2 separate regions of the Mus musculus genome follow, and region 1 is linked to region 2. The links are chromatin contacts, called in public HiChIP or PLAC-seq maps. All regions are on one chromosome and are shown on one strand. Each heading gives the region's core, a stretch centred on a gene start, on an enhancer-like site or on the middle of the called end of the contact. The rest is flanking DNA. Distances are from core to core; before and after follow the strand shown. Region 1 overlaps Nisch (nischarin). Region 2 overlaps Pbrm1 (polybromo 1).

Region 1 (4,417 bases), core at 1,626-4,125, 110 kb before region 2:
TTTTGGAGAAATGGATTTAAATCCCTTGTCCTTTTATTTAGTATCGGGGCTTGCTGCTGTTGTTTTGTTTGTGTTGAGTTGTAAGAGTTCTTTATGAATTCTGGGTGCTAAACCCTTATCAGAAGTGTGATATGCAAATAACTCATCTTGTTCCGTGAAGGTTTTTTTACCCTTTGTTCTTTTTTTTTTTCTTCTCTTTTTTTGCGGGAGGTGGGGGCCTGCAGATCAAATTCAGGGCTTTTACTCTCCACATGTGGAGCCCCACAGAGCTGTGCTCACGGCCTCTTGCTTTATTCTTTTGTTGTTTCTCAGGACATGGTCTCTATAGAGCATAGGCTGGCTTAGAACTATGTGGAACAAGCTGGCCTCAAACTCACCATCCTCCTGCCTCAGCCTCCCAAGTGCTGGGATTATAACATGTATCACTACACCTGGCTTTTGTGACTTGATAGTACCCTTTAAAATGTTTTATCTATTTTCATTTCATCCTTTGAAGCATCCATGCTTTCGGTTTTGACCAAGTCCATCTTTTGCGTGTTTTGGCCACATGTTTTGGGAACCATATCTGAGAAACCATCCCCCCCCCCCCCAGTGTCACAGGAATTTATATTTTCTCTTATGAATTTTGTTTCACATTTAGGATGTTGACCCATTTTGAGTTCATTTTTGTGTATGGTATGAAGTGAGGGGGAGGTCCTAGCTTGATTCTTTCAAAGTATGGATTTTAATGACTAGGGGATTCTTTCATCCAACTCTAAAATGGGAATCCAGGGGCTGGAGCAACCTTTGCTTCCTACTCCTGGATAGCTGCACTCTTAGCTTCCTAGACCCACAGTCATAGATCCCATCTCAGAACCTCTAGAGATGGTTCTGACTCTGTAGAAACCAATCCATGGATTATCACAACCATAACCGTTCTTACAGTGAACTTGGAAAATAGACAGAGCCAAGTTTGTCCTCCAGACCTGCTCATTTCATGTTAATTCCAAGTCATTCATTCAACTTTTCTGCACCCTGAACTGTTCTGAGAGTGATGATCTGGGACTCTTTGAAGGCTGCATGAGATTGCACAGTGAATGTCTGAGGCTTAGAAGAGGCATGGGTCAGGCACACCACGTGTCGTCATACTGGGCTGTTCTGGTAGGGAAGGAGACTCAGGTCTCTTCAAAAGGAAAGTTTATATCATTTCCTTATATTAAAGCTACTTGACACTTGACTGTAAACAAAAAAAATTTTTTAATTTGAAATGTAACTGTCAACTGTTAGTACTGGCTTTAGATCCATTTTATTATCATTTGTTTTAGTTGAAAGGACTGTGGGTGATAACAGGCCTGCTTGGTGTGTTTGGTTTTCAAGGTTATAGTCCTGGAGCTCTTTTAAAGTTTTATGTGAATCCTTAAGTGAGGAATCTTTGCTGAAAGTTGAACCACATATATTATGGCTGACTTCTACTAGCACAAAATAGAAGCTAGCCGAGCTCCCTCAATCCTTACTCTGTGTATCTAGGTCACATCTGAGTGATGGCCTCTGTGGCTTGTCATTAATGCCTGGCTAGTGTCCACTGACAGGCACAGTGCTTTAGCACAGGCCAAGAGATATCAGGGCCTGGCTAGGTGTTTGTTTGTTTGTTTGAATTTTACTTATTTTGTGTATTTTATGTATGAGTGCTCTATCCTCATGTACACCTGTGTGCCACAAGGGGGCATCAAACCCCATCATAGATGCTTGTGAGCCACTGTGTGCTGGTTGGAAATTGAACTCAGTGCTCTTAATTGCTGAACTCACTCTCCAGCCCCTGGCTAGGGGTTTTTAATTGAGCACTGGCATATGTATTTGGGGGTACACTTGATGCTAGGCTCTAAGTCCACATAGTGGTTACATGAAGCCCAAAGTGGAGGTGTAGCTTATCTAGAATGGAAAAGGCCCCGGGTTCCATCCCAGCACAACAGACTTTTAAAAGTTCTTGGGAGGCGGGGGGCGTAAGCATGTGCCTTTTCCCCCAAGAGTGCACACTGACACATGGTCCTCTTCCTGGCATGGCTGATCAAGTCTGTAGCACATGTTATTTTACAGTTGTGTTACCTCAAAGCACTTCAGGTCCCTTCAGCACAAATATAGCACGCTATGTAAAGAACCACCTGTCTCCACAGGTGACACAACACGGGAGTCCATAGCTGGGCTCAGGGGCTACTGAGCCCCCTGCCCTGCCTCTTACTGTCCCAGAGAGAGGCCTGACTGTATTGCTTCACCCACAGGTGCAGTGTGACCAGAGGAGGCTGGTGTTCTAGGTTTGCAGTCTGAGGGATTTCAGAGTCCCTTGGTTTTGGCTCTCTCCTAAGATGAAGATCAGTCTGAGGAAGCCAAGTAGGAAGGGCAACAGGATGCTCTTCCTGTGCCCTGAGTGGGAGAGTGGTACAGTTTGCTTTCGATATTCTTCAGAAATTAAAGCTCTTGGCTCCTCATATCAACTCTCTGTGTTTTCTGGAAACTCCAGCCCTGTCTCCTTCGCAGGGCGGATATGCAGCATGATTCTGTCTCTGCTCTGTCTCAATCAACACCAGTTGTCCAAAGAAATACACAAGGAGGGGGAGGGCCGGACCGCGTTGACGACAGGGCAGAAAGTCGGACTTCCTGTGCCAGTACAGTGCCTGCACTGCCTGGGAGCTGAGGGAAGTGTAGGCTGGCAGCCCCTGGGACTTAAGCAGTTGGTGGTCTGACTGCAGGAGGATAGGAAGTAGAGGGCATCGTTTTTTGAAGTACGTGGGAGACATGTCTGTGGTTAGTCCAGGCGTTTTCCTGGCTGGGCTCAGAGCCTCACGTCTGCCAGGGGAACTGATGGGCGTGGGAGGTGGAGACTGAGGTTGAGCTTTCTACAACCTGCAGCCTCTGCCAGCTGGCACCCTGCTTCTCTGCTGGCCTTCTACATTGTGACCTGTAGCCCTAACTCTCTAACACAGCTGTGATGGCTTTCTGTACACCGAGGGATGAAGTGACAGAGGAACAGTTCTTACGTTATATATAAACTGAATAAACACAACTTTTAAAGATCATAAAAGGTCAAGAAAATAAAACAGGAAAATATTCTTACATTCTTGGAATAAAAGATCCTTGCAGTTACAAAGGAAAAGAATTAGAGGTTAAACATAAAAGTGAAAAACCTCACTATGTTAAGAAAACCACCTTGATCAAAGGACAACCAGGCCAGAGGAAATGCTTCCTGTATAAACAACCATTAAAAGTGCTGTCAGGGGGCTGGCAAGATGGCTCAGTGGTTAAGAGCACTGACTGCTCTTCTGAAGGTCCTGAGTCCAAATCTGAGCAACCACATGGTGGCTCGCAACCACCAATGATGCTATCTGATGTGTCTGAAGTCAGCTACAGTGTACTTATTTATAATGATAAATAAATCTTTGGGCCGGAGCAAGCAGGGACTGAGGGAGCAGGATTGACCAGAGTGAGCAGAGGTCCTAAAAATTAAATTTCCAACAACCACATGAAGGCTCACAACCATCTGTACAGCTACAGTGTACTCACATACATAAAATTAATAAATAAATCTTTTTTAAAAAAGTGCTGTCAGGAGCTAGGTGAACAGCTCCTATCTATCCCAGCTACTTGGGAGGTTGCAGGAAGAGGATTCTGAATTTGAACCCAGCCAGGTAACTTGGTGAGAGAGATTCTGTCCAAAACACAAAAGGGGTGATTGCCATAGCTCAGTGATAGAGGCCCTAGGTTCAGTTTCCAGTATTCGACGGGGGTAGCTATGATTTGTAAGGTTATGAAGAAGAGACAAGTACTAAGAAAAACAGGAACACCCCCCCCCTTCCCTACAGCCTGGTGCTTTGTAAGTTCTATAAATACGTGTGTATCCTAGCTATGCTCTAGCAGCGGTAGCAGCAGCGTCCTATGAGTGCTGAGGGGTTATTTGCACCGCCATCTGGGCTTGTTTACAAAAAGACCTGTGTACTACCATCTGCCAATTTAATCTCTTGCCTGTGGGAGGTGGGGTGGAAGGTTTTGATGGGGTCTGCAAAAAACACGATTGTTTTTAGATTTTTAGAATTTTATGTGTATGAGTGTTTTTTTGACATATATATATACACACACACACATACACCATGCTTGTGTCTGTATCTGAGGTTAGAAGAGATTCCTAAAGTTGGAATTTGAGCCTAAAATTAGCTCAAAATCAATGGTTGTGAGCCACCACGTGGGTCCAAACCAGAGTTCCCTAGAAGAGTGGCCAACGCTGATAACCACTGAGCTGTCTCTCGGCCCACGATTGTTTTGAGTGCAGAGGCAGTTGGTTATGTATAGGGGGAACCAAGATTGCGTGCTGGAGGGTAGCTTTACTGGTTTATAGCCATATAAAATTGGGATGTCCCTAAAGCTCTCCACCTGTGTTTGCTTATCTGTG
Region 2 (4,231 bases), core at 892-3,391:
CCCTCCTGAATACTACTGTTTGTAATTAGTCACACTAAAGAGGCCATCATTCTTGCTTGGCTTATCACAATAGCCTTCTAGCAGATCTCCTTGCTTCTACTCTTGGCCCCTTTACAGTCTCATCTCAATAAGGAGAAAGCAGAGCAACCCTATTAAACCAGAAGTCAAATGTTACTTCTCTGCTTGAAACAATAACAAAGACACTTTTTGTAACTCTGTAATAGTTCAAGGGCTCACATGGTTTCTGAAACCTTACATGATCTGCCCATTACCCCATCTACCACCTTTTATAGGGCTCACTATGCTGATAAGTGAATTACAGGTTAAGAGTGATGTACTTATCTCTCAGGCCTTTATTCTGGTTATTAATTCTGCCTGGAATGCTTTCCCTGATAGTCACAATTCTTACATTTCTTCACAGTAACCCAACTGCCACATTCTTTGTGAAATCTATTCAAACCATTCTCTCTGTTCTGAGCACCTCACAATTTCAACAGTATGTATCATGTTTGGTACACACATCTGAATATTATATGTACCCCATTTGAATAAAGCTCTACTGAAGTAAAATTATCTTTCAATCTTTGAGTGTTTATTTTGGGACAGGCTCTGATCTGGATCCCTTGCTCTTCCTTCCTTAGTTTTCTTTTTCTTTCTTTTTTTTTTTTTAAAGATTTATTTATTTATTATTATATGCAAGTACAATATAGCTGACTTCAGACACTCCAGAAGAGGGTATCAGATCTCATTATGGATGGTTGTGAGCCACCATGAGGTTGCTGGGATTTGAACTCGGGACCTGTGGAAGAGCAGTCAATGCACTGAGCCATCTCTCCAGGCCCCCTTCCTTAGTTTTCTAATTGCTGGGATTATACACACGTGTGCGCCCATCTACTTGCCACAGAAGTAGGAACAGGGAAAATGTGGTGTGAGGAAGCTTGAGAAATTGCCAGGGAAGGGAATTCTGTCTTCATTCTATGCATGTGGAATACTAAGTCTCAAATCTTAGACCCAACCTCATCTTCTGTAACTCACCTGCCCACACGAGGGCGCACCAAGCCGTGGGATTTGATGAAGACACAATCACCAACCTTCAGCCACATGTCATTGTACCGAAGCTGCTCAAAGTAGTGGCAACCTGGCTCACCATTGGACATCTCCACAGGAACATCTTCTTTTTCCTGTGGAGAGGAACTGGTAAATAAAGGCAGGAAACTAGCAAGAGGCACAAGAAACAACAACTCTAAGTAAGCTTTTATCAAAGTTGAGAAACCAAACATTAAATTGTTAAAATCAAAATCATAATCAGGTATTGTATTCATTTCAAATTTATAATTTTCATAAAATGTTACTAAGAAATTTTTATATCTGCCCCCCCATTCCTATAGAATTGATCTTTTCAGAATAAAGTACTGGAAAGAACTTATTAGCATTTACTTCAAAGTGGACAAATTCACACAACACACAGTACAAGAAACAAATTCTTTATACTATCTTCTTTATTGTATTTAATGTTACAGAATTTCTTCCTTCTCTTTGTGGTAATAGAGACAGAACCTGGGACTCTGTGTAACAGGCAGGTACTGATATCTCAAACCCTTTATGTATTTTTAAACCTGGGTCTTACTAAGCTGGCCTTGAACTCATTCAATAGTTCAAGCAGGTCCTGAGCTTTTCTTTTTCTTACTTCAGTATTCTAACAAGCACATGCCACCAGATCAGCTGCTTTCTAATATAAAAATTAAGCTTATTCAGTCTCTTCTAATGACATAGCTCATTTAGCTCCCACTCTGAAAAATAATACTTCTTTCTGATCCCTGCGGGATTTAGAAATATAACAAGTTGGCTTTTAACTTGCCTTTATGATACCGAGTCTCTGTAGTTTCTGTCCTAATCTGATTAAATCTCTAGTAGACCCCCAGGGAAAGCTACCATTAGTACAACAGAAATGAGTATAAGGAGTAGTTTTTCACACCACAGCAGCACATAGCAAACTCATCTCCAGACTAAATAGAAAAAGAGGAATGCTAGAGCAGATAAACTCCAGGAGACATGACAGAGTGACAGGGTTGAGGCCCCTTTGGAATGTCTGCCTGAAGCTTACTATTCATAGACCTGTCCTACATTCCTGGGAGGGCAGATGAGCACAGACTGGGAGGATAGGAGGCGCTATCTGAGGAGAAAAGCCGAAAGGAGAGAGTCCAGGATATGTCTTCCTCTTTTTTTTTTTTAACTAATCCTCTGTTCCCAAAAGGTACAATATTCTTCTACGCTGGCTTCTTACCTACTACCCTTAGAGAGAAAGGAAGGCTAAACACTAGCTTGGACTTTTCCCTGGTCTCTACTATATTGTTTTCATTTCTTAATGTTAACAACTGATAGGTTTTACATTTTTATTATTTTTATTAATTCCATCATAGCAAGAAACAATATAGTTCTGTGATATAAACATGATGCATTCTGGCTTTGACTAAATAACTAAATCTGTCACCTACTAGCTGTAGGTGATAAAGGGCAAATGACCTGATTTCTTGTGGGCCCCTCAGATGGGCTTTCATTGTTGGAAAGCATAAGTGATATAGAAATGTTAGTAAAAAAAAAAAAACCTAGTAATTGAATGAAATAAAAGTTTATTTTGAATAATCCTTGCCCTTTTAAGTGGAACATTTCCTTCCTTGATCATGTTTTAAAATGGCGCAATCTTGCTTATAAAAATAACATTTCTTCAGCCAGGCAGTGGTAGCCACCTTTTTGATCCCAGCACTCAGGAGGTGGAGGCAGGCAAATCTCTGTGAGTTCAAGGCCAGTCTGGTCTATACAGAAAGTTCCAGGACAGCCAAGGCTACACAAAAAAACTCTGTTTTGAAAACCAAACCAAACCAAACCAGACCAGTCCAGACCAAACCATTTCCTCAATTTTTATATTGATATTCATCCTTGAGATTGGGGTAGTCTTCTGTTGAATTTTGTAGGGTGTGGAATACAGTTTGCTCTGACTTTATACAATGAACGAAGGATTTTTGTCTCTATAATATCAAGTAGTTTAAAGAGCTATTTTTTTGAGACAGGGTTTCTCTGTGTAGCCCTAGAACTCACTCTGCAGACCAGGCTGGCCTTAAACTCAGATCCATCTGCCTCTGATATCTGGGATTAAAGACATGTGCCATCATGCCTAGGTTACAGCTTTTAATTACAGCAATCATACAAAGAGTTCGCCTACTCACTACTCACTGGGCATCTCACTGGTCTCCTTGGTTTACTTTATGAGTATTTTGCCTGCATGTATGTCATGTATGTCTGTGCACCAGTGTGCACCAGGTGTGTGCCTGATGCCTGTAGAAGTCAGACAGCCTGGAACTAGAATTACGGTTAAGCTCCATGCGGGTGCTGGGATCAAATCTGGGTCCTTTGGAAGAGCAGTCAAATCCATTTCTTTATCCTCCATCCTCAATTTACTTCTAAATACTAGTTTAAGTTAAATGTTTCCCTTTTCTTTTCCCTTAGGTTCTTCCACTTTGTTTGACTAAGGTTTTCTACCCTCAACTTGCTTTTTGTTTTGTTTTTTTGAGTTTGAATATATTAATTTACTTTCTAGAATAGATATTTTAAGGTTAAAATCCTTTTCTAGGTAGCTACCACCCACATACCTTTTCCAAGTTAAAATTGTCTTCAGCTCTATTGTCATCTGAGTTGTCTGTATTCTTCTCATCATCCCCTTTATCTGCATTTGCAAACACAGAGGCCACTCGGACCACAGGCAAAGGCACATCCCGAGGGACAAATCTAACTGAACTGATGGGCATGGTCCACAGTTTAATTTTCTTAAAAGATTTGGTTTTGGCAGAATACCTCGATTCACAGACAAAAACATCCTCATCGCGAAAGTTTTCTGGACATAATTTAAAGTATTCCTGGAATAGGAATAATAATACAAATAAGTACATTTTTTGAAAATTTACTCAAAAATAAAAAAACAAATGTTAATTAACCTAACATTGAACTATAAAAACTTTCAGACAATAAAAAGTAAATGGCCAGATAGTAGGGCTATTTCCTTGGCTATATTCCCTTTAATTATGAATTTTATTTATTTATTTTTTGTCAACTGCCCTTTGAAAATATATTACTTTCTATAGTTAAAATGTCTTAATGCTTTGTACAGTGCATATATGACAGATAATACATTTTATTATCTAAAAGCAAAACTGGCATTTGATAATGATTACTTTCA

Evidence for each region. HiChIP or PLAC-seq counts read pairs in DNA pulled down with a chosen protein or histone mark.
Region 1: a contact with region 2 is called in an H3K27ac HiChIP or PLAC-seq map of heart atrium, with 5 read pairs. The contact joins two enhancer-like sites. A contact is called at or near these places in 10 of 39 promoter capture datasets (the C10 cell line, the HPC-7 cell line, cranial neural crest and 5 more), 1 of 15 datasets of contacts at CTCF or cohesin (large pre-B cells), 3 of 484 Hi-C or Micro-C datasets (CD4 T cells, bone marrow-derived macrophages and muscle stem cells), 12 of 115 datasets of contacts at active chromatin or transcription factors (CD8 T cells, the HPC-7 cell line, the NIH/3T3 cell line and 9 more) and 3 of 9 other capture datasets (adipose tissue, liver and pancreatic islet).

What each region holds. Positions count from the first base shown.
Region 1 is chr14:31,193,464-31,197,880 of GRCm38.p6, reverse strand. The region is part of intron 3 of Nisch (nischarin); the gene reads left to right. Among named protein-coding and RNA genes, the nearest start is that of Nisch, 11 kb to the left of the region's middle. Within about 2 kb of position 2,875, at least 126 of the 459 cell types and tissues checked have an H3K27ac peak or open chromatin away from gene starts, as enhancers often do. A contact at or near this core is called in heart atrium, where this site is marked.
Region 2 is chr14:31,084,466-31,088,696 of GRCm38.p6, reverse strand. Pbrm1 (polybromo 1) reads right to left here. Exons shown (of 33, transcript NM_001081251.1): 23 at 3,648-3,911; 24 at 1,036-1,181. It also overlaps a transcript of Smim4 not described here. Among named protein-coding and RNA genes, the nearest start is that of Smim4, 42 kb to the left of the region's middle. Within about 2 kb of position 2,141, at least 10 of the 459 cell types and tissues checked have an H3K27ac peak or open chromatin away from gene starts, as enhancers often do. A contact at or near this core is called in heart atrium, where this site is marked.